Linked DNA regions of Mus musculus: all the other regions are linked to region 3. Evidence: chromatin contacts called from public promoter capture Hi-C data. All regions are on one chromosome and are shown on one strand. The core of a region is the stretch at or near the end of the contact, and the rest is flanking DNA. Distances in the headings are between cores, read along the strand shown. Region 1 holds the start of Ptpra (protein tyrosine phosphatase, receptor type, A). Region 2 holds the start of 4930473A02Rik (RIKEN cDNA 4930473A02 gene). Region 3 holds the start of Zfp661 (zinc finger protein 661). Region 4 holds the start of Vps16 (VSP16 CORVET/HOPS core subunit).

The links. Promoter capture Hi-C pulls out the DNA fragments that hold promoters and counts their contacts. Capture Hi-C pulls out chosen DNA fragments and counts their contacts.
Region 1: a contact with region 3 is called in a promoter capture Hi-C map of liver, with 3 times the contacts expected there. The contact joins the promoter of Ptpra here to the promoter of Zfp661 in region 3. A contact is called at or near these places in 3 of 39 promoter capture datasets (embryonic stem cells and liver) and 1 of 9 other capture datasets (liver).
Region 2: a promoter capture Hi-C map of liver shows a contact between it and region 3, with 5 times the contacts expected there. The contact joins the promoter of 4930473A02Rik here to the promoter of Zfp661 in region 3. A contact is called at or near these places in 4 of 39 promoter capture datasets (the C10 cell line, cranial neural crest and liver) and 1 of 9 other capture datasets (liver).
Region 4: a promoter capture Hi-C map of adipose tissue shows a contact between it and region 3, with 2.8 times the contacts expected there. The contact joins the promoter of Vps16 here to the promoter of Zfp661 in region 3. A contact is called at or near these places in 1 of 39 promoter capture datasets (embryonic stem cells) and 2 of 9 other capture datasets (adipose tissue and liver).

The regions. Positions count from the first base shown.
Region 1 is chr2:130,448,291-130,453,620 of GRCm38.p6, reverse strand. It overlaps Ptpra (protein tyrosine phosphatase, receptor type, A), which reads right to left and starts at 3,343. Exons shown (of 21, transcript NM_001163688.1): 1 at 3,063-3,343. Gm52562 (predicted gene, 52562) reads left to right here and starts at 2,051. Exons shown (of 3, transcript NR_165481.1): 1 at 2,051-2,086; 2 at 2,177-2,328; 3 at 2,838-5,330.
Region 2 is chr2:130,560,573-130,565,599 of GRCm38.p6, reverse strand. 4930473A02Rik (RIKEN cDNA 4930473A02 gene) reads left to right here and starts at 1,851. Exons shown (of 9, transcript NR_040348.1): 1 at 1,851-1,946; 2 at 4,677-4,910. It overlaps Mrps26 (mitochondrial ribosomal protein S26), which reads right to left and starts at 1,843. Exons shown (of 4, transcript NM_207207.1): 1 at 1,610-1,843; 2 at 1,373-1,519; 3 at 1,169-1,292; 4 at 206-662. The coding sequence starts at 1,821. The coding sequence ends at 543.
Region 3 is chr2:127,581,902-127,586,617 of GRCm38.p6, reverse strand. It overlaps Zfp661 (zinc finger protein 661), which reads left to right and starts at 1,941. Exons shown (of 5, transcript NM_001111029.1): 1 at 1,941-1,988.
Region 4 is chr2:130,422,687-130,428,013 of GRCm38.p6, reverse strand. Vps16 (VSP16 CORVET/HOPS core subunit) reads right to left here and starts at 3,694. Exons shown (of 24, transcript NM_030559.3): 1 at 3,567-3,694. The coding sequence starts at 3,619. Pced1a (PC-esterase domain containing 1A) reads left to right here and starts at 3,726. Exons shown (of 7, transcript NM_178762.4): 1 at 3,726-4,602; 2 at 5,122-5,201; 3 at 5,310-5,327. The coding sequence starts at 4,479.

The DNA of each region.
Region 1 (5,330 bases), core at 2,094-4,593, 2.9 Mb before region 3:
GAGTAGGGAGGGAAACAGGCGTGGGACTGTTGGAAAAGCTTGGCAGGGGATTCTGCTGGATAGCCTGACTTACGATTACTAAGCCGCACTTTAGAGGAGAAAATAAATGAGCACCACCTCAAAGAGGCAGCAATTTGTTGGCATATCTAAAAATAAAAATTCGCACAGGTCTTTTGATCAGGTAGTTCAATTCCTTAAAATACATTGTTAAAGTAATTATACATACAAACATATTACAAAGTATCTAGAAGGATGTTCATTGTATTCTTATAAGAGAAAAACCTAGGAACAAATGTTTAACTCAATTAAAGACTAGTTACAAACACATGTAACAGTCCTATGTACAGATAAAAACAGCTTACTTTAGAGCTGTATAACAAAATAAGAAATGTCAACACTGGTTGTTCTTCCAGAAGACCTGAGTTCAATCCTCTGCACCCACATGGCAGATCACAGTCTATAATTCTAGTTCATGGGTCTCCACCAGCTTTTCTGGCCTCCAAGGGCACCTGGCCCACAAGTCGTACACAGACATACATATAGGCAAAATAACCACACACATACATCTTTTAATTTAAAAAAAAGTTTTTTAAAAGAAATGTCAACACAAAGAGTAAACAATACTTTATGCTAACACAGAGTGATTTCCTAAACATGTGCTCATTTAAGAAGTAAGGTGTGACTGGTATGGCCAGAGGGGGGAGTAGATGAATGTTATAAAGAAGGAGGGTTTATAAAAGGCCACAGATGCTAGCAACTTCAGCCATCCTTGGGAAGGTGTTAGGAGATAAGAGAATGGATTTTCTTTCTCTACATTTCCTTTTGACTGCTAGAATTTACCTCTCCGATGCTTTGTCTTTTCCCAAACCGAGTAAGAATTCCTCTCAAGAGGAATAATCATTCTCTGGGTCTAAAAGAGTATATTCTACTTTTGTGGGTCTGGGCCACTGCCTCCTAAACTTCTCTGTTATCAGTGAGCATGAGGCTCCATAAAGTCTCCAAATGACCCTAACACAACAACAGAAGCCTTCACTCTGATCCTAATCCTATCTTGTTCTGTCCCTCTAGGCCAGCTACACTTCTTCCCAGTTAGAATTCTAAGAATTTCCCTCCTCCAAGACTGCCTGCATTCTCTCTCCGAATGTGCAGATCCCTCCTTTAGGATCACAAGATCCCCTCCCAGGAAAGCCCTTCCAGACTACCCAGGCGGAGGCTCTAGAAACACTGTCAGAATTTAGATCTGACTAGGCCCCCATCTGCTCACTCAAGTCCTGCAGAGTCAGAATGAGCCCTTATAATTACTGAAAAGATTAAACAAGATAATTCATGTAAGGCATTTATTATATAGCCTGTCACAGGCACACAGAAAACAGCAATTATTATTACTCTAGTAGCACCTATGATGTAACTGTTTATATCCACCTGTCTCCCATTGGTCTGTAATCTTCTCAAAGATAAGAATATGACTTTCTCACTTTCATTTTGCATCTCAAGTACTGTGGCTGGCAAATAGGTGGTATATGAATGCACTAAACCAAGGGGTTTGCTTTTCTGGTTCTGTATTCACCCAGATAATGATCAGTGGTTAAAAGGTACCTAGTCAAAAGTCTCCTGGATCTGACCATGGGGCCACTGGGGCAGAGAGAGGAGAAAGGTAACTGAGGAGTTGTTGGCTTTTCAGGGATAGTCAGGCAGATGCTGAGAAGCAGGTAAGATTTTGGGAAGCCTGCCAGTTTCTCCCAGGTGTGACAGCCGTGTAGACATAGAGAATCAGAGTCTGCAAGTCCCGGTATGGGCAACCCACACTCCAAGCAGGCTGCCAGGAAACACTAGGAAACATTTCTCTTGGGAGGTGGTTGAGGGGCTTCAAGATAACTAGGACGAATTCTATCAGGGAAGTCTTAAACAGGACCCAGAAGAAGCCGGTCCGCAAGAAGCTTCTCAAACAAGGAAGGCCCGGAACCAGGCAAGGAAGGGTGAGAAGGGGGACCCTGAAAGCAAAACCCTCCCACATATGAGGGGGTGGCCGAGCCGCTCCGAATGGCTAAACACAGCGTGGAAGAGAAAGGAGAATGAGAGGACTGAGGTAACCATCAAAGATTAAGTTCAGGAAGGACTGCCAAGAGCCTTGTAGGGAACGGTAAGGCATCTGGGTTTTCCTCCATCTCATTCACAGAGGAAGGAAAGTGAAGGAGTTTTTAAGCACACAAATGACAGCGTCTGATCTACGTTTTCGAAAGGAGTATCCAGACAGAAAGATGTTCATCCTGTCCCAGTCTTTCCTCATCCACCATCTTTTGGTTCTCTGGCTGCTTCAAGAGTTAGCAGGTAACAAGTGGTGCCATAGCCGGGGACATGAGGCTGGTTTTCAACAGAAATTCCCTATCCTAGCCAAGGGCTTCGGCCGACATCACACTCTGTCCAAGAGGGTTTGGAACATTTTTTTGCTTGTCCTACAAATATCATCACTATCAACAACAAAACCCTCTAATAGACAGGATCATCTCTGCCTCTGTAGTTGTTATTTTTAGGAAATATTAGGGGCTCAACCCCCCCCCCCCGTGGCAATTTTTAAGAATTACTGAAAGTAAACACAGGAGATGTGCGTTCCCAAGTGGCTGCTTTTGAATTCTGGGTAGCTTAAGTCCATATTTTCCTTCTTAAGCATACACAACAGTTGGGAATGGGCGGCAGAGAGGGGCCTGGGAGTAGGACCAGGAAGGGGTCTTAAGGGGAAGGTGGGAGGTGGGATGGTCACTGCGTGTGCCACCTATCTCCTCCCATTAAATGGACCTGAGCAAATCCCATTTTCGCTGCTCAAAGTTTTTTTCTTTCAGAATGAACTACGGCAGCGCCCTGGCCCGGGCCGGAGGAGGACGTCCGCAAAGTTCCAGCCTGTCTGTGTCCCGCACGTTTCCGGGACCCCCTCCCCCTGTCCACGGTGCCAGGATGCACAAGCCAGAGGCGCTCCTCCAGGATAGGATCCAGGGACCGCTCCCACGCGCGGCCGAGCCACCCCACCTCCCCGAGCCCTCCCGACGGCGGCAGGCGCGAACGCTTACCGAGCCCGGCGCTGGGCGGGACCGCGGGGGACGCGCACGGCAGCTCCGCCTCAGGACCGCGGCGGCGTCTCGGCCCGCCGCTCCCCTCAGGGCCGCCGCCCGGTCCGCTGCTCGAAGCCCCGCGGCGGCGGCGGCGGCCTCGCCTCCATGGCGAGGAGAAGCGGCAGAGAGAGGACTGGGCTGGAGGCTGCGATGGCGGCGTGGTCCAGGGGTCTGTGCAAGATGCCCCCGCGAGTCCCTGTCAGCGCCTCACTCGCCGCAGCCTCTCTCCCGTCGCGGCCTGGGCTGTAAGGCGCTTCGTCATTGGCCGTTGAGAGGCGGGCGCTGGTTCGCTGACGCCGGGCGGGCGTCTCCGCCTCCGTGAGCCCCACCCCTGCGCGCCCCGCTGCGCCGCGGAGTTCCCCGGGCGCACTGGGGGTCTCCGGGTAACAGGACAGGACGCTCCCTATCCTCCCCTGGCACACGTCTCCCACCTAGTCACGGTCCTAGGCCCCCGGGCATGGGCTTTTTTCCTTGTTTACAGATGAGGAAACTGACACCAGGCACAAGCCACACCAACTGGTGAACTCAGGCACTCGAAAGCCATCTCCATCCTTCTCCAAATGTGATCCTCTCTCTAACACACCCCGCGCCTCTGCCTCTGCCTCTGCCTCTCTCGCGCTCTCGCTCTCTCTCTCTCTCTCTCTCTCTCTCTCTCTCTCTGTCACACACACACACACACACACACACACACGAGAGAGAGAGAGAGAGAGAGAGAGAGTTAGTTGTAAGGCACTTAAAGGATGTAATTGCGAGAAGAATTTGCCTAGTACCTAGGACCGGTCTAGCTCTGAGTATGTCATCTTAAATAAACCAGCCCACATCATCCCCACCCGAACCCTAGGGAAATCTCTCTTGCTTTCCAGATGTGCAAGCTGGGCCTGATTCTCTAGAGCTGGATGGAAGCACAGCACACGGTGCTCCGCAGCGAGCGGGGAGATACTTCTTGATACATGCATAGTGGTCAGGAGAAGATTGAAAGCGCTGAGAGAGACCAGGGAAGCGAACAGCGTTCTTTGTGCATCTAGCTTCTAGGAACCATAAGTCGATTTTTTCGGAAGGTAGCAGTCCTCAGTTTAGAGCACTTTGGATGCTGCTAGACCTAGGGCGCCAAGTTAGAACTCTATGCAAACACCCTTCCTTTATTTGTTGAATAAGTAAGTGTGCGCAGACCAGAGCCAGGACCTGCAAATGTGCGTTGAAGCGGGCCTTCTTTAAACTTCCTCCCTCTGGGTAGTAAAAACCTCTCCTTGAGTTAAGATTTGTGACTCTTGATCTCCCTCCTCAGGGCCATCTCAGTGACAGTCTACAAGACCTCTATCCTGTCTCCTAAATGTCAGACTCCTGCCAATGAGGTCCGCTCCTCCTACAAGTTCCAGAAGCCCATTTCCTAGAAAGTACAAAGTCTATCAGGGATGCAAATACACAGCAAATTGAAAAGTGACCAAATGAAAAGTTGGGTCTTTCACTAGAACACAATACTTTACAAAACAAGACCAACACAGAACAAAACAAATCTGAAAAATACTGGTTCTTGGCTAAGAAAGCAGCCTCTTGGCTTTAGAGCAAACCCTACCAGCAAACTTTTTTTCTTTTCTTTCTTTTTCTTTCTTTCGGTTTTTTGTTTGTTTGTTTGTTTGTTTGTTTTGTTTTGGGGTTTTTTGTTTTTTTAATTTTTTTGAAATTTTTCTTATTTACAGTTAACCTATGACTCCTGGTCCTTTTCAGAGCTCCCTACCCCATTAGCACAATCAAGAGCCATCTTGGAAGAAAAATAAAATAGAAAAAAAGGAACCAAGAGAAAGATAAGTGGGAGCTCCCTGTTCTCTGCTGCATTGGTGCCTGCAGGTAAGAACTGGAATAGCAGGGCTGAAGGATAGGATTAAAGGAGCCCCATTTCCCCTCAAAAGTCCAAGTCACTTCCCCTCCCTGCCTACCTTTCTGTCTAGTAAATGAAGCAATGAGTTGTTCTCTATGTCCTGAATGCAGATCATGCACTGGACACCTCTCAGAGTAAGTCAGAGATGTCAACTCTCAGGAGCAAACATTCTGGGGTGGACATGGGTAATAGACTAACAAGAATGTTCACTAAAGTGCCAAGGTGAAAATGAAGCCAAGAAATACGAAAATTGAAATAAATGAAAACCAAGCACCTTCCCAGGCTACTTACTGCCCATCTTCTGAGGGTCATTTGCTGAAGTTCTGTAACTAAGACCAGGCAGGCTCTCT
Region 2 (5,027 bases), core at 602-3,101, 3.0 Mb before region 3:
CAGACCCTAGCCAGAAAATCCCAGGATTGAGCAAAGCAGGTACCTAACTCATAGCTCAGTTAGGTGAAACTTGCTTCTGGCTAGAAACCTAAAGACTCAAATAATTAGGGACAAACGCCTTTGATTTTACAAGCAAGTTAGCATCTGGTGTAACTACTTTCCTCTTTCATTAGCACTGTAACTATAGCCAGTAAATGGGCAAGACTGGGCTCCAATACTTTATTTATAAAAGCAGGAAACATTTGGCTCACACGACTCCAAGAGACTTACAAGACAAGCTTGGCTTCTAGAGGGGACACAGTCCAGTCCGATCCTCTGTGCGATAGGAACTTCCCAGAGTTTAATGCTGCCCTGAGTTTGTCTGTGGTGCCAGAACAGGGACATCTGGGAGTTCCCAGTCAGGTGGTGAGTGCCGAGCCTGGAGTGACTGAGGTTGCTCTGGAAACGGCTGAGCCATCCTCCTGGGATGTACCAATTCCTATCCCAGTACACAGACCCTAGGCAAGCACTGTGCTTATTTGGGCCCCCAGAAGTCTCTGTGCTCAGTTCCTGACCACCTGCCCTTCTTTGGTGACGGCCCAGTTGTAACTCTTCGGAGAGTCCAACGCTTCTTCTATCCGTGCCTCCAGGTTCTCCCGAGTGATGAAGTTTTTTGCCTCCTCCTACAGGAAGAGAAAGGTTGGCTTTGTGGGATCTCTCCCAGAGCTGGCTGCCTGCACTGTCTCTAGTCCACGGGTGTCAAAAGAACCCAGGGTCTCTTTGAGTGTCCCACCAATCGTCCAGCACAACTGTACTAGGTGACCTCGACCATCATATTGCTCTTCCTTGGACAATCACCCATCAGATCTCTCGGCCACAACCCAAGAACAAATCGTGACAACCTGATTAGAGGTGGGTGGACTCTCTCAAGTGCATGAATCCCTCTTACGTGTTAAAAAGCGCTCCATTCTCACTTACGGTTTCCCTGACTTCAAGTTTCACAAGGCAATACTAGCCTGTAACCTTTTACTGACCATTGCCTGCGAGGCATACCCTCTGCGCTGATGGAGAAGCCTCCTGAAGACTCTGGTCACTTGACGCCCAGTGCTGTCATCCCCCCCCCCCCCCCCCAGCCTCCCTTGCTGGGGTCTCCAATGTCCACATTCCCCATGACCTCCTGCATGCCCACCTGCAGCTTGAGCACTTCTTGCTCTTTCAGTTGCACCCAAGCCTGCTCCTCCTGAGCCCTCTGGGCCTGGGCCTCAGCCTTCTGCACCTCCTGGGCCTGTGCTTCCAGCTGCAACCTCGCTATCCTGCGAGGGGCAAGACGCCGAGGGTGAGCGGGGCCACAGATGAGCCTAGCCCAGCCCACCCAGTCCCGGGCCTCTCGCACCGTAGCTCCTGCATTCGCCGGTTCTCGTCCCGGTTCCAGGCCATCAGCTCCCGGTGCTCCGTGATGGCCTGCTGCGCCTTGCGCTCGGCCAGAACCCCGGCTCGGGCCTCGTGCAATTTCCTTCGCACCTCCAACGTGAACTCTAGCCTGGGGAGGACGGGCTTCGAGTCAGCACCCACCCTCGGCCCCGGCCCTTCCCGAAGGGCGTCTGCCCTCCACACGCACAAGCACACGCACCTGAGAGCGCGCACGGTCTCCCGGTACTGTCGGTAGCGCTCGGTCAACACGAAGAATTCCGCAGGGTCCACGGCGGGAGGCGTCTGCACCCGTCCGACCTTGGATTTGGCAGGCGGGTCATGGCGGGTCTTGCGGCCGCGCACGGGCAGGAGCAGCGGGGTCGGGGGCCGAGTCTCCGGCCGCGCCGCCAGGCGGTTCAGAGCGCGCAACATGACAGCCAGCGCCTGCGCCTGCGCCCGGCCCGGAAGTGGCCGCGGAGCACCACGGGAGCCTCCTGTCCTCGTCCCTGTTGGGCGGAGCTCTTGCTGTCTGGTCCAATGCACGTCCGGACTCTCGGGTAGAGTGGGAGGGGTCGAGGGGCACCTTGGAGACCCACAGCTTGCTGGGCTGCGTCGCCCGCTAAAGACAGCTACACCGCAGGACGCTCTGCCCACTTGTTCACAAGTTTGGACACCGTCCCAAGTGTGTGGCTCTGGGGCTCTCTGGCCCGCCGATGGCCTGTCTACCCTCCCAGACCTGATGCAAGAAATTTGGAGTTCCTGGCTACTTTAAACTTTAGATTTGCAAACCATTTCCTTGCACTGCACTGCCCTGCTGTGGTCTTGGGGGAGCTCTGCAGTTGCCAGAGTTCTCAGTATCAGTGACAACTTGTTCTCAACTGGGCGACCTGTGAGGTGACCCTTGTCCTCTTCCACCTGACCCGGGGTCTTCCCACCTCGAGACTACTCTTATTTATGAAGTACAATTTCCTCTCCAACTGAAGAGAAACAGCAGTGCAGCAGGGCAGAGAGCATCTGTCTCAGAAGTAGCTCGTTCCCCTCTGCCTCTCCAGCAAGGAGAGTTGTTGGAAATCAGAAGCTGACCCGAGTACTGGGGAACTGAACTTTCACCCCACTCATTAGTATTGTCTAGACCAGATTCTGCAGAGAACACCAGGCCATGGTCCTGCACTTCCAGGACACTTGGGAGTGTCTGAGGAGCCAGGACTGGGTGCAATAACAGACATTTTCTCAGAAGAGAACAGAGGCTGCTTAAACCCTGCTCTCAACTTCCAGGCTTGGTGGAGGCCCAGTCTGCACTTTCTTTCTCTCAGTCAGGCTTTGGAGATGAGATGCCAGAGTGTACTCTGGAGTCCTGGGGGCAAGCTGGTGACAGGTTTTCCTCCAGGGTTCCGGCCATAAGACCATTGCTGGGCCCTGGAGGATCCAGGATGGATGGTCTGTGGAAACCAGGGCATTACTGCTGCCCTACCCTGGAGTACCACAGGGTTGCTCCGAATGTCAGGGAACCTGACACTCCCACCCTGTTTTTGTTTTTGTTTTGTTTTTTGGCAGGGTCTCACTAGATAGCTCTGTCTAGCCTGGAACTTACAGTGTAGATCAGGCTCACAGAGATCCACCTGCCACTGCCTCCTAAATTCTGGCATTAAAGGCATATGCCACCATACCTGTCCTAACCCTTTCTTCTTCAGGGTCACCCTAGACAACCGGCAACTCATCTCAGATAACTTAAGTGTCTAGGCCAAGAGAATATTCTAGGGTATGGGCCATTTCCCTAGAGGCTCCCTAACCTTGCTGGCTCTGAAGTCCTCTCGCTAGTCAGGTGCACCCATCCTTTTAGAAGGTTTCATAAATGTAAGAGATTTAGATCTAAGGTAGATGAAAGTGTGGAGTCACTCTGAGTAGATAATGCTACAGAACTAGAAGGCAGGTTTTCTGCCCTCTTTCTTTGGCCTGATGGGGATGTGGACTGGTATGCAGTGGTGATGAAAGTAACTGTTTCCATTCACTGACCCTCCCTGCTAAAGTGGCAAGATAGAATTGTTGAGGGCAGAAGCCAGGAAAGGAGGCTTTTCTGGGCACTTCATGGGTAGAGGCACAGAGCTGGAGGGACGGAAGCCTCCTCATTTACCAAGGGGTAAACTATGAATGAGGTGATTCCAGGTGACTGTAGGACCCTATTCAGATGGTTCCTGGATTTAACGATCAGGCCATTCTATTTCCTCTGGTGTCAAATCCAGTGATATCTTTAAAACAAAAACCCTCAAACAGGGTCTTTCTTATTTGCTGGCCTTATATTTCTAACAAAGCCAAGGCTGGCCTTGAACTTGTAGCAATACCCCTGCATCTACCTCCAGGGTGCTAAGATAGTGTGTGCCACCATACCAAGGTACAGTGATATCTTGAAACAGGGAGGTACAAGTTGCTACTCAAACCCCTTCCCACAATGTTCTATGAACAAATATGAAGTTGCTGTTGGCTTTTAAGGTCACTGGACAAATGCTCCCCCATCTTAGATCTTCCTAGGAATCGGAGGTTGAAACACAAAGCAGAATGGGGCTGGAGAGATGGCTCAGCAGTGAAATCCTGGATTTGGTTTCCAGCATCCACATCAGGTAGCTCAGAATGGCCTGCAACTTCAATTCCTAGGGGTCTAACGCTCTCTTCTGGCTTCTGGGGACACTCACATGCATGTGTACATACGGCACATAAGTAAAAAAAAAACAAAAAACTTTTAAAACCAGATTTAAAAAATAAAATTTCAATGATTTATTTTTCTATGTTCATTGGTGTTTTGCCTGCATGTATGTCTGTGTGAGGGTGTCAGATCCCCTGGAACTGGAGTTACAGACAGACGTTGAGCTACCAGTGGGTGCTAAGAGTCAAACCCAGATCCTCTAGAAGAACAGTCAGAGCTTTTAACCACTGAGCCATCTCTCCAGACAAATAAATCTTTTTCAAAAATTTAAAATGGACCCGCTCATAGGGCAAAGGCATTTTCTGTCAAGCCTGGGGACATGGAGTTAAGCCCTGGAAGCCACATGCTGGAAGGGGAGAACTCCTGCCATTTGTTCTCTGGCCTACACATGTGACATACATGTGCCCGCGTACATGTGTGCACACGCACACACTAAAAAACAAAAATGTAAAATGGCTACCAAATGTTCAAAGCGGTACACAGGCCTTGCCATGAGCTTCTTAACTTCACTAACAGGTTACCATAGAGACATACTGGGAACAAACCCACAAGGAACTTTTTTGGAAATCTCTTTTCTTTTCTCTAACAGGCTGGTCTCAAACTTCTGAGCCTCTTTGTTCCATATCAAGACAGCTGGAATGGCAGCGGTTACCACTATGGCCAGCTCATTCAGTGCTGCAGACTGAACGCAGGGCTCTCTACACACCAAGCAGGCGTTCGGCCAACTGCTATGGCTCCAACCCCATGTTCTGGACTCTAACTAACTTCTTAAGGGCTAAGAAACACCTAAGAGCTAGTTTTGTCCCCTGACCTGGACACTGCGGTGAGTTTACAGAACTTACAATCACCCTGTTTTCTGTAGAAGCTGCCTCAACCATCTTGACATGTTTCAAATGTGTGTTCACTTTCCTCTTCAATGTCCAAGTGCACCAAGCTTGAT
Region 3 (4,716 bases), core at 692-3,191:
TTGCTTGTGAGAGTGCCTTGGCTACTTTGTAAGTCTTTGCAGCACAGGCTGGGGAGGCTTTAGTTCATTCAGTAAGGATATCCATGAAGACCTATAGGCAGCTGAAGACGTGGCAAGACTTGGTAAACTATGTCCTCCAAATCTGTCACAGGTTCGTGACCATGTCTGAGCACATACCATGCAGCCCCCAAGAAACTCAGGAGCAGACTGGAAGAATCATTTTCCTGAGAAGAGGTGATTGTATGTTTCTCCTGACCTTGTCCAACCAAAGTATCACAGGGCTCTTTTACAAGCTCTCTGGGAACATAGTTGAGGATTTCTGTATGCAGCCATCCTTCAGAATTGCAGAAGAACCCTTTCACAGCTGCCCTTTTCACTGCCTTAGGGGCAGACCGAGGCTTACAAGAGATCCATGAGACTGACAGAGGCGAAAGGGATCAACAAAAATTAGACAGCAGTGCTGAGACCTTGGCAGCCTAGTGATATGATTTATTCCCTCTACTGACAAGCCACCCATTTAGTGCCCCCTGTAGCCGACATAGCAACACTGGAGAGTTTCTGGATGCCATGCACGAGAGACAAAACCTGTGGTCAATATTTGATGGGACTGCTCTTGGAGTTCAGCAAATCACTTTCCTTCCAGAAAGCAGCATGAACATGTAACATCCAGAAGGTAGGTATTTACTCAGTAGAAAAATTTACTTCTTTACCAATTCTAGGTTCTATTTAAGAAAAACTGATATTGGAGAGGTTTAATTGATAGCCAAAGAGATCAAGGTTTTAGGAAGGGTGTACAGATAGTAATGGGAGATCAAAGAGTCATTGTCAGTCCCTGGAGATACTGGGGTCATCTTGGGTTTCAGGATCCAGTTGTTCAGACAGGTATGGTATGACCATTTGTGACCACCCAATGGCCAGATGAGAATGGGTATCAGCCCTGCTTTTTGGTAATGTATAGTTGAAACAGCCCATCCCTTTGGAAGTCCCAGTGCTGGAGCTTTCTTAAGCCTATCAAAAGAGTGTTCCTTAATCCCTCAATTACAAATGGTATGGGCTTGGGACCCTCATTTAATTTCTCATGACTGGCCTGGCTATTTCTTTAAATATTGTAATTCATATTCTGCAGTATCCAGTTAATTCCAGAAAAGCCAAAACCTGTCTTTTGGTTCAGAGAGGGGGCAAATCCAGATCTCATAGTACCAAATGAAGGTTGCCTTTTTTTTTTTTTTTTTTTTTTTTTTTTTTGCCTCACAAATTGAGAATTTTCCCTAGAAGTTTTGCTTCCTTTTTGAAGTTTTGTAGCCTTTTTGAGCTTTTGAGATACAAAGAGGCCAGGTGGGGTGATGCACACCTTAAAGCCCAGGTCTTTGGAGGCAGAGACAGGTGGATCTCCAAGTTTGAAGCCATCCTGGTTTACATAGTGAGTTCAGGACACAGAGAGAGGGGGGTGGGGTGGGGAATGGACTGAGCTACAACGTTTAAAGTCTGTTGTTTGGCTGGTATCCTCTGAAGCAGTAGGTAGAAGGTCACCCTCATTCAGGATTACAGCTACAGAGTTGGGTGTAAATTCTCCGACATGCTACCAAATCTGGGATTAAACCTACACCACGAATTCTTGATGGAAGACTGCGACAGGTATGTTTCTGGGCTCATGCATCTGGGATAGTCTACTGAAAGAACGGGAACCCTGGCTTTCAGAAAAAATAGGTACACTGGCAAACCGGAAACGAACTAGAAATCGAACTTGTGCTGTTTAGGGTCAGAGCCTGGTCCTATCCGTTTCAGCACCACAGACCTGGAGTGCAACCTTGTGCAGGATTTTACCCGTCATCTCACGGCGCGCCGGCTATTGATGCTTCTGGGAAGTGTAGTTCATGCAAAGGCAACACTATGATTGGAGCTCAGAGGCCGAAGATCTTCGCGCAGGCGCACTGCCTTCCCGACACGAGGCGGTGAGTGTTCGCAGGTTCCCAGTACTCTTGCCAAAGGTGAGGGTTGCGGGTCTAGGTGTTCAAGAAGCCGAGTGGACGCGGTGGCGGAGGAGACACGGGGACACTGGGCACTTGGGGGAGGGTTAGTGGGCGTGGCCTGTGTGGACAGAGAGTCTTCCCTTCTGGTGTGTGTCGGTTCCGTGGGGACAGTGTCCTCGTAGGGTATGTCCACTGTGTGTCAGAATCCTGTACTTTCAAGTTGGAGATCCCGGTCTTCCTTTCGTTCCTTCTTTCCATGATGGGTGCTACGTGGATGTGGATGGTACCGACGCTAAATCTGGGAGCATCCACTCCATTCTCTCCCAAGTCCCCTAGAAAACGTCTCCCTTTGCTTCAGCTTCTCGCCCTGAGCCTGCACCGGAATGTCCTGGTGTGAGCATAGGGTGTTCCTGGACGATACCGGATTTGAGGTGAAGAAAACCCCAAAGGAAATCGCAAATGGCTTTAGGCAATTTTAAGATGATATTGACTGGAGTGCACTGTTAAGGAATAGTGGGAAATAAGGGTGAAGGGACTATACTGCGGCCAGACAAGACCCACAGTATCAGAGTAAGACCCACCAAGCACGATATTTTGTGCGTCTCAAATGAGGTCAACATAAACAAAATTTTGAGAAACAATTCTAGAGGTTGACATTCTGACCACCGTTAAATCGAACTAGCACAACTTCGTTCCAACCACCAGTAAGTGTCAGATGTCTAGAAGTCCGTGGGATGGCCAGTTGTCTGTTACTCCATTGAAGTTGTTGGCAATTTACTAGTGATCTTTTCCCTAGTGTTCTTTTTACATTTGAGATACGATCTTATTTTGTAGCTTAACCTGGCGTTGTGTTAAGCCTTAGCCTTCCAAGTGCTAGCATTACGGGTGTATATCACCATAGTTCTGTTTTCCGTGAAATTTCAGTCACGCGAATCAAGCTTCCCGGGATGCTGGGATGTGTTGCAGGTAAAGATCTGCTTAACTTTATGGCTATCTTTCAATGAAAGTAAATTATAACAGAATTAAAAGCTTCCAGGCAGACTTTTCCCAGTTCCACCTCAGCCTTTTACAAAGCCTGACTCTCTTAATTGCTGTGAAATAGTGCCTCTCTTATTGATGTATGACGATGGAACTAAATTATCTTTATAGAAAGCACTCAGCATAGTGCCTCATGAGAGCAAGCACTCAACGCTAGTTATGGTGGAGTTCCGTAGTGCTCCAAGTGTGTCTAGCCGCTGGACAATAGATTATTTAATCAAGTTGTCTGTCATAGATGCTTAGGAGAGTCCAGATTTTGGTTGCATTACCTAAAGATTAAATAGGATATGTGTAATGTGCTTAGGAAGCTGGCTGGCAGATAACTTTCAATAAAGATAACGTGTTAGTGATGGTTAATTAAAGCCGTTGTAACTATTCTCTTATACTTCTTAAATAAATTCTCGAAGAGAATTGGCCAACCTAAGAATGTCTGTGTTTGAAGGCTCTTGCTACTTGTCCCAGTGATCTTCCTAAAGAACTTAACTAATGAGGACACAGCTATGCTGAAATCACCCCTTGCCCAAAGCACCTTTTGATGTACTCTGACCTCTGCTGGTTTCTCCGGTTTCATGTTCTCTACGGTGTTGCTCACAAGTGACTTTCTCCTATCTAATTTCAGTAGTAGTTCTTGATGTGATAACGATCTGCCTCTATCTATTCAAGACTCCAGGTCCTCCCAGCCTGTGAAGTTTCGAGCACACACACACACACACACACACACACACACACACACATCAAAACTGTAGGTCCCAGATGTGCAGAGAAAGCTGCTGCATTTCTCCCTTGACCTCTTCCGGCCTGGGCTAAGGCAGTGCTGAGATTGCAAGCACACACCGCCACACCCCATCAGTCTTTAGTTAGACTCTTCATTGTGAGAGAGTGAGATCCAGTTAGCTAACTTAAGCAAAGGGAGGTTGAAGAGGGTAAGAGTCTTCTGGAAATCCAAGAATAAGTAAAGCTGCAACCGGAGCTCACTTCTCTCCTCGGGAAGCACCGGTGAGCTCCAGCACTTCAGCACTAATGGAGCCGCCACCACATCCATTGGTTCTGTCTTCCAGGACTCTGCTCCTCTGGGCCCTGTGACTACACAGAACCTTCTCCTAGCTTTTTGACTCATCTCCTGCATATTGTCCCAACGTTTTAAAATTCATGTTCACAAAGAAGGATGTCATCTTTTCATACCAGATCATATCTGTCGTAGTTTTTGTTGACTAAATACAAACTTAGGCACACTTGGGAAGAGAGAATCTCCACTGAGTTGCCTCCGTCGGCCTGTTAGCATATTTGTGTGGGACATCTTCTGAATTGCCAGTCGATATAGGAAGACCTAGCCCACTGCGGATAGTGTCACCCCGGGAAGGTAGGCCTGGGCTGTGTAAGTAGCTGAGCAAGCCAGTAAACAGTGTCCCTACACAGTCTCTGTTTCAGTTTCTGCCCCAGGTTCCAGCCAAGGCTTCTCTTGGTAATGTGCTGTAATCTGCGACCCATATGAACCTGTTCTTCCCTGAGTTGCTTTCATCCAGTGTTTCCTTAGAGCAAGAGAAAGCCGACCGGGATGTGCCTAGTTACACACTCAATGCTCAGCTGTGATATGATCAGTCTGGTTCTGGAAGTGAGGTGAACAGTCTTACAGTGTCGGATGGATGCTTCATTAGCTGGAGCTGTAAATGGGATGCTGCTCTGAAGAGGATACAGAACTTGTTTGTCT
Region 4 (5,327 bases), core at 2,445-4,944, 2.8 Mb before region 3:
TCAGTTGCCCTGGGTCAGTGAGAGACCTTGTCTTAAACAGAGTGAATGGCTCCTGAGGAGCAACACCAACCCTCCCCCTTCTGCAAGAGCCATGCACACATACACACACCACAAAGCACAAATGAATACCGCCCCAACACGTCCCCCCAAATAAGTCCATCCTCTTCTGTGCCAAGTTCACTTTTCCCTTTTCATGATTTTAAGCTAAGAAACCAAACCATCCTTGATAACTTGCTTCCTCACAGCCTAAGTTCAGAATTCCCATGGTAACTATTATCAAAGATTGAATTTATCCTCTGGCTCATGTGCTGGCTTTAAGCCCTATGACTGTCAAAGGGAGCCTATCTATCTTAGCAACACACACTGAGTCTGGCAAAGGTTGGTCAAATTAAAGAAGGAATCAGCTCAAGGTGCAGTTTGCATCTCTAGAACCTAGTGAGAGATGGCTGCCACTTCTTACCTTTCTAAATCCAACAAGTTCCTGCCAACACTAGCTCCAGTGCAGACCCCTGCCCCACAGATGGGGCTCAGGTGAAATGTCCCCGCTTGTTGCCCATTCATCCACTTACTAGAATCAGATTAAATCTAAGATGAACACATGAACTAAACCAAGTACCTATTCTTAAAGCATTTACACACTGGGAATAAACTAGAAAATGCCCATACATTTTCCTGTTGTAAAAAAAAAGTCTGGGCTAGGCAGTGGTGGCGAATGCCTTTAATCCCAGCACTTGGGAGGCAGAGGCAGGCAGATTTCTGAGTTCGAGGCCAGCCTGGTCTACAGAGTGAGTTCCAGGACAGCCAGGGCTACACAGAGAAACCCTGTCTCGGAAAAAAAAAAAAAACAAAAACAAAAACAAAAAACCAACCAACCAAACAAAATTAACCCCCCCCCCCCGAAAAAAAAATAAAAAAAAATCTGGAGTCGGGCATGGTGCCCACACCCTTGGATCCCAACACTCAGGAGGCAGAAGCAGGCAGATCTCTGTGAGTTCCATGCCAGCTTGGTCTTCTAGTCCAGGACAACCAGAGCTGGTTACACTGAGAAACCCTGTCTCAAAAAACCAAATAAATAAACAATATCTGGGAGAGGCGGCTCAGCTCGGTGCCTGATGACCTGAGCTCACTAACGGTGAAAGGAGAGAACTGACTCCTACAAGTTGTCCTCCGACTTCCACACATGTATGTGGTGTGTGTGTACATATGCGTGCATGCACGCGTACACACACAAATGTAAAATCAAAATTTCTATGTTTTGGCCCAAAGAGTCTACCACATACGTCTCTTGGGTGGGTTATGGGGAGCTTTTCAAAACAAGGTTTCTCTGTATAGGCCTGGTTGTTCTAGAATTCACTCAGTAGTCCAGACTAGGCCTCAAACTCAGAGATCCACCTGCCTCTGCTAGGATTAAAGGCATGTACCTTTCAGAACCCAGACTCTCTGTTACTTAGCTTCCTCATTACTAAGTTGGTATGAATCATGATTTAGTTTTATATGGTGGTGATAATTAAGAAACTATACATAAGTACTTAGCATAATATCCAGTATATAAGGAAGTCATTTTTGTTAGCAACTTAGGACATACATATCAGTCCCAGGAGGTGTAACACTTCTAGGCCCTTCTTGAGTCCAGCACTTCTGTGACTCACTCACATCTTCTGAAGCATTACCTATCTACCCATGAAGCTGACTCTCCATAGAGTAAACAAGAGGAGCTCTGTCGTAATGTGGTCATCTTCCTTATGCTCTGATTTTAAAAGTCTGGGTAAGCAACAGGTATTTTTACAATAGCTAATATTTTATATTTATTATTTTTTAGCCTTTTAAATATGTATTTGGGGACAGAGTCTCATCTTGCCAAGGCTGGCCTCTGATATATATCCATCTAAGGCTGAACTGGCAATCCTAGTCTTCCAGCCTCCACATGCCAAGGGCTATGTGTTATATGAGGTTGTGGATGGGACACCACACTCTGCTCATTAGTATTTTCAGTTGCTTCATATTGTACATGTGTCTAAGAGAAATCATGACTAAACAAATGTAACAGAGCTCTAGAAATTACCACAAGGCATCCTCTGTCTAGAAAATGCATTACATTGCAAACAACACAATTCCATTTAAAAGTTTGGCTATGAGCAGAAGCAAAGTCTTCTGGGTTTTTTTGTTTTGTTTTGTTTTGGTTTTTTTGGTTTGTTTTTTCGAGACAGGGTTTCTCTGTATAGCCCTGGCTGTCCTGGAACTCGCTTTGTAGACCAGGCTGGCCTTGAACTCAGAAATCCACCTGCCTCTGCCTCCCAAGTGCTGGGATTAAAGGTGTGCGCCACCACCGCCCGGCTCAAAGTCTTCTATTGAAATAAGACGCCAACGCAATGTCTTTGTGATCTTCGGGTACATCAATAAAACATTCTTTACCATTTTGTTGGGTAATGATTAGGTTTTGCTTGTTTCTGTTATTATTTCAAGACAGGGTCTTACTATGTGGCCCTGTCTGGCCTGAGCTATAGAGCAGGGTGGCCTGAATCTCAGAGTGCTGGGATTAAGAGGCGTGGGCCACCAAAGGCTGACCAACTATTAGGTAACAGGCACTAGCCTAAATATGCATGGGAAATAGAAGTATTCTTAGCCTTCAAGAGCTTAGCACGAGAAACTCATACCAACACTGCCCTCGTGTGCCACATATGATAAGACTCTACAACTGGACCTTTGTGAGGCATAAAAGGATTCTACTGTAGGAAAACCAAGCAGGTCCTGAAAGATGAGCAACATTCTTCAGGGTGATAAAGAGGAAAATAGCAATGCCCATAGAAGCGACTATAGAACTGTGCAAACACAAAGCCATGGAATTGCCTGGTGTGATGAGGTCCTGCAATTAATTCTGTGAAGCTGGTACACCCACGGATTGAGGATGATTGAGGTTAAGTTGGAAACCACTCAGAGAGTGACAAATGTAGGCTGACCAATTGATGAGCGCTCCACAAGCAGTTTGTACTTTATATCTTAAAAAGAAATAAAGCCAACGAGACGGTAACCATTGTAATCACGTTACTAGTTTTAGCCTTGAGAAAGACCCACAGCTAAGGGCACTCCAACCCCGGTGAGTTGCCACTGCCTCGGGTTCCTCATTAATAGTGCCCCAAGACTGAAAAGCGGTTCATCCCCTTTTCTCAGCTTTGGTCAGTACTGTCACCCCGCCCGCTGTGGCGATCCCGCCTTCCTGTGAGAGCCCCTGTGGTCCGACTTCAGCAGTTTCCGGAAGGAGACTGGCACTCGCTGTCGCCGCGGGGCGGCCTCCCTCTACGTGATCTAAGCATCCTTCCGGAGGCCAACAGACCTCGGTTTAGGGGTGGCTTCTCAGCTTGCCTCAGTTGGCGCAAAGGAAGGACCAGATTGCTGCCCCTAAAGTGCGTAAAGTGGCAGACGCTCAGGCGAGCCGCCATAGGGACGGACGCCAGCACGCGTAGTGGCCGGGGCGAGCATTGCTGGCTCTGCCGGGAGGCTCAAGCCAGCAGCAGACAAGCAAGGTAAGCTGGGCTGTGGGACGGAAGGTGGGGCGTCGGGCAGCTCACCTGTAAAAGGCAGAGTCCCCGAGTGGATTCCAGTTCGCAGTGTAACAGTCCATGTCTAGTACAGCTGGCGGCAAGAGTCGCCGAGGAAAAACCCGCCTAGCGCAAGCTCAGGCCGCACTTCCGCTTCCGCCCTTCGGGGTCACGTGACGAGGCCGCCTTAGCGGCCATCAGAACTGTGGGCAAGCTACGCTGAGCTATCGTCCTGCCCTCGGCGCGGCGGCCCGAGTGGACCTAGCCCTGGTTTCTGTCCTCCACAGCGGCCAACCTCGCTGCCTTTCTGACTCCTCCGGCGTTGGGGATCGCATAGGGCGGGACACGGGTGACCGAAAGTGGGAGCCATGAGCATCTGAGGCACAGATGCTGGAGGCGTTGGCTGGACCACCGTAGCGCACGCATGGCGAGCGCTGGGCGTCGAGCTGCGTACCTACAGCTAACCTGGGCACCCGGGCTCTGTGGGGCGGGATCTTTGCAGAACCCACCGCTCTCCAGGGGCATGGGATCATTGACTCTAGATCAGGACATCGCTGCCGAGACGCTGTCGCACGGCACCTGGGCCTGCCCTACTGGCCCGTGAATCCCTGGAGCCCCCGAGAGACTTGGTAACTGGCGCGAGCGGACGAATGCGCACGCGCGGGGCCGCCGTTGACACGTGGCAGGGCAAAGGCGTCTCTGCGCGCGCGAAGCGCTGTAGTCTAAGACTACGGCCCAAGTGACCCTTCTTCCCTCCGAGTGTGATAAAGGCTGCTGCCGTGTTGGGATTCGCCTTGCCGCTCCCACTTTCCTCCCCATTACACAGAGCAGCCAGGGAGGGGCCAGCGCGCATGGGTCATCTTGGAACAGACCGGACCTACCTAGAGTCCCTGCCCTCTGTCAGCTTATTGGCCTCTCCCTGCAGCTGGTGTCAGTGGCAGCATGGTCTTCTGTTTGGAAAACGAGATGCCACACCGCCTGCTGGGAAGCGCCATGGTCCACTTCCATGCCTCAGAAGTCCAGCAGCTGCTACACAACAAGTTCGTGGTCATTTTGGGGGACTCCAGTGAGTGACCACTCTAGGATGACATTTCACCGCCCTGTATCTTCAACCTTTTCTTTGTCTGCACGCCACATCTCCATTTCAGACTTCTCCATCTCTTACTCTGTTTCAGGACACTAGACTGCATTTTTTTCTTTTTTAAATTCCCTATGTACCTTCCCTGGGTGCCCCGGCATATCATTTGTGCACTATTTTTTAGCCCATGAGTGTGGCATCTTTATTTGTTGTTGCCCTTCATGATTTTCTTAAAAGGACCTGTGGGCTATGTTGTGTGTTTTCCTAGGGATGGGACCAACTTAATTTTGCCATTTGGTCTTTGGTCGCTGTACATAAGCTAGAGGAGAGGGAAATAGCTGGAAAGAGCAGAGCTAGGGCTTTAAAATCTCGTCTTTTCTTCTCTAAGCCAACCCTCCATAGAGCTGCTGTTGGAGAGTCAATCCCTGGAAAACAAAGGCCTTCATTTGGGAAACTCTGGGAGGGGGTGAGGCCGACCTTAACCTTGGGATCCCTGTCTCCCTGCAGTCCAAAGAGCTGTGTATAAGGACCTGGTGCTTCTGCTCCAGAAAGACACACTGCTCACAGCTTCCCAGTTAAAAGCCAAGGTGAGAGAAGCTTGGCAGCCATGCCAGTGTTGGGTGGGTGCAGACCCTGGCCTGAAAAGGACCACCTACCTGGCATGGATCTGACCATCGGGTGGGGTGGGTGGGCAGGGGGAGCTGAGCTTTGAA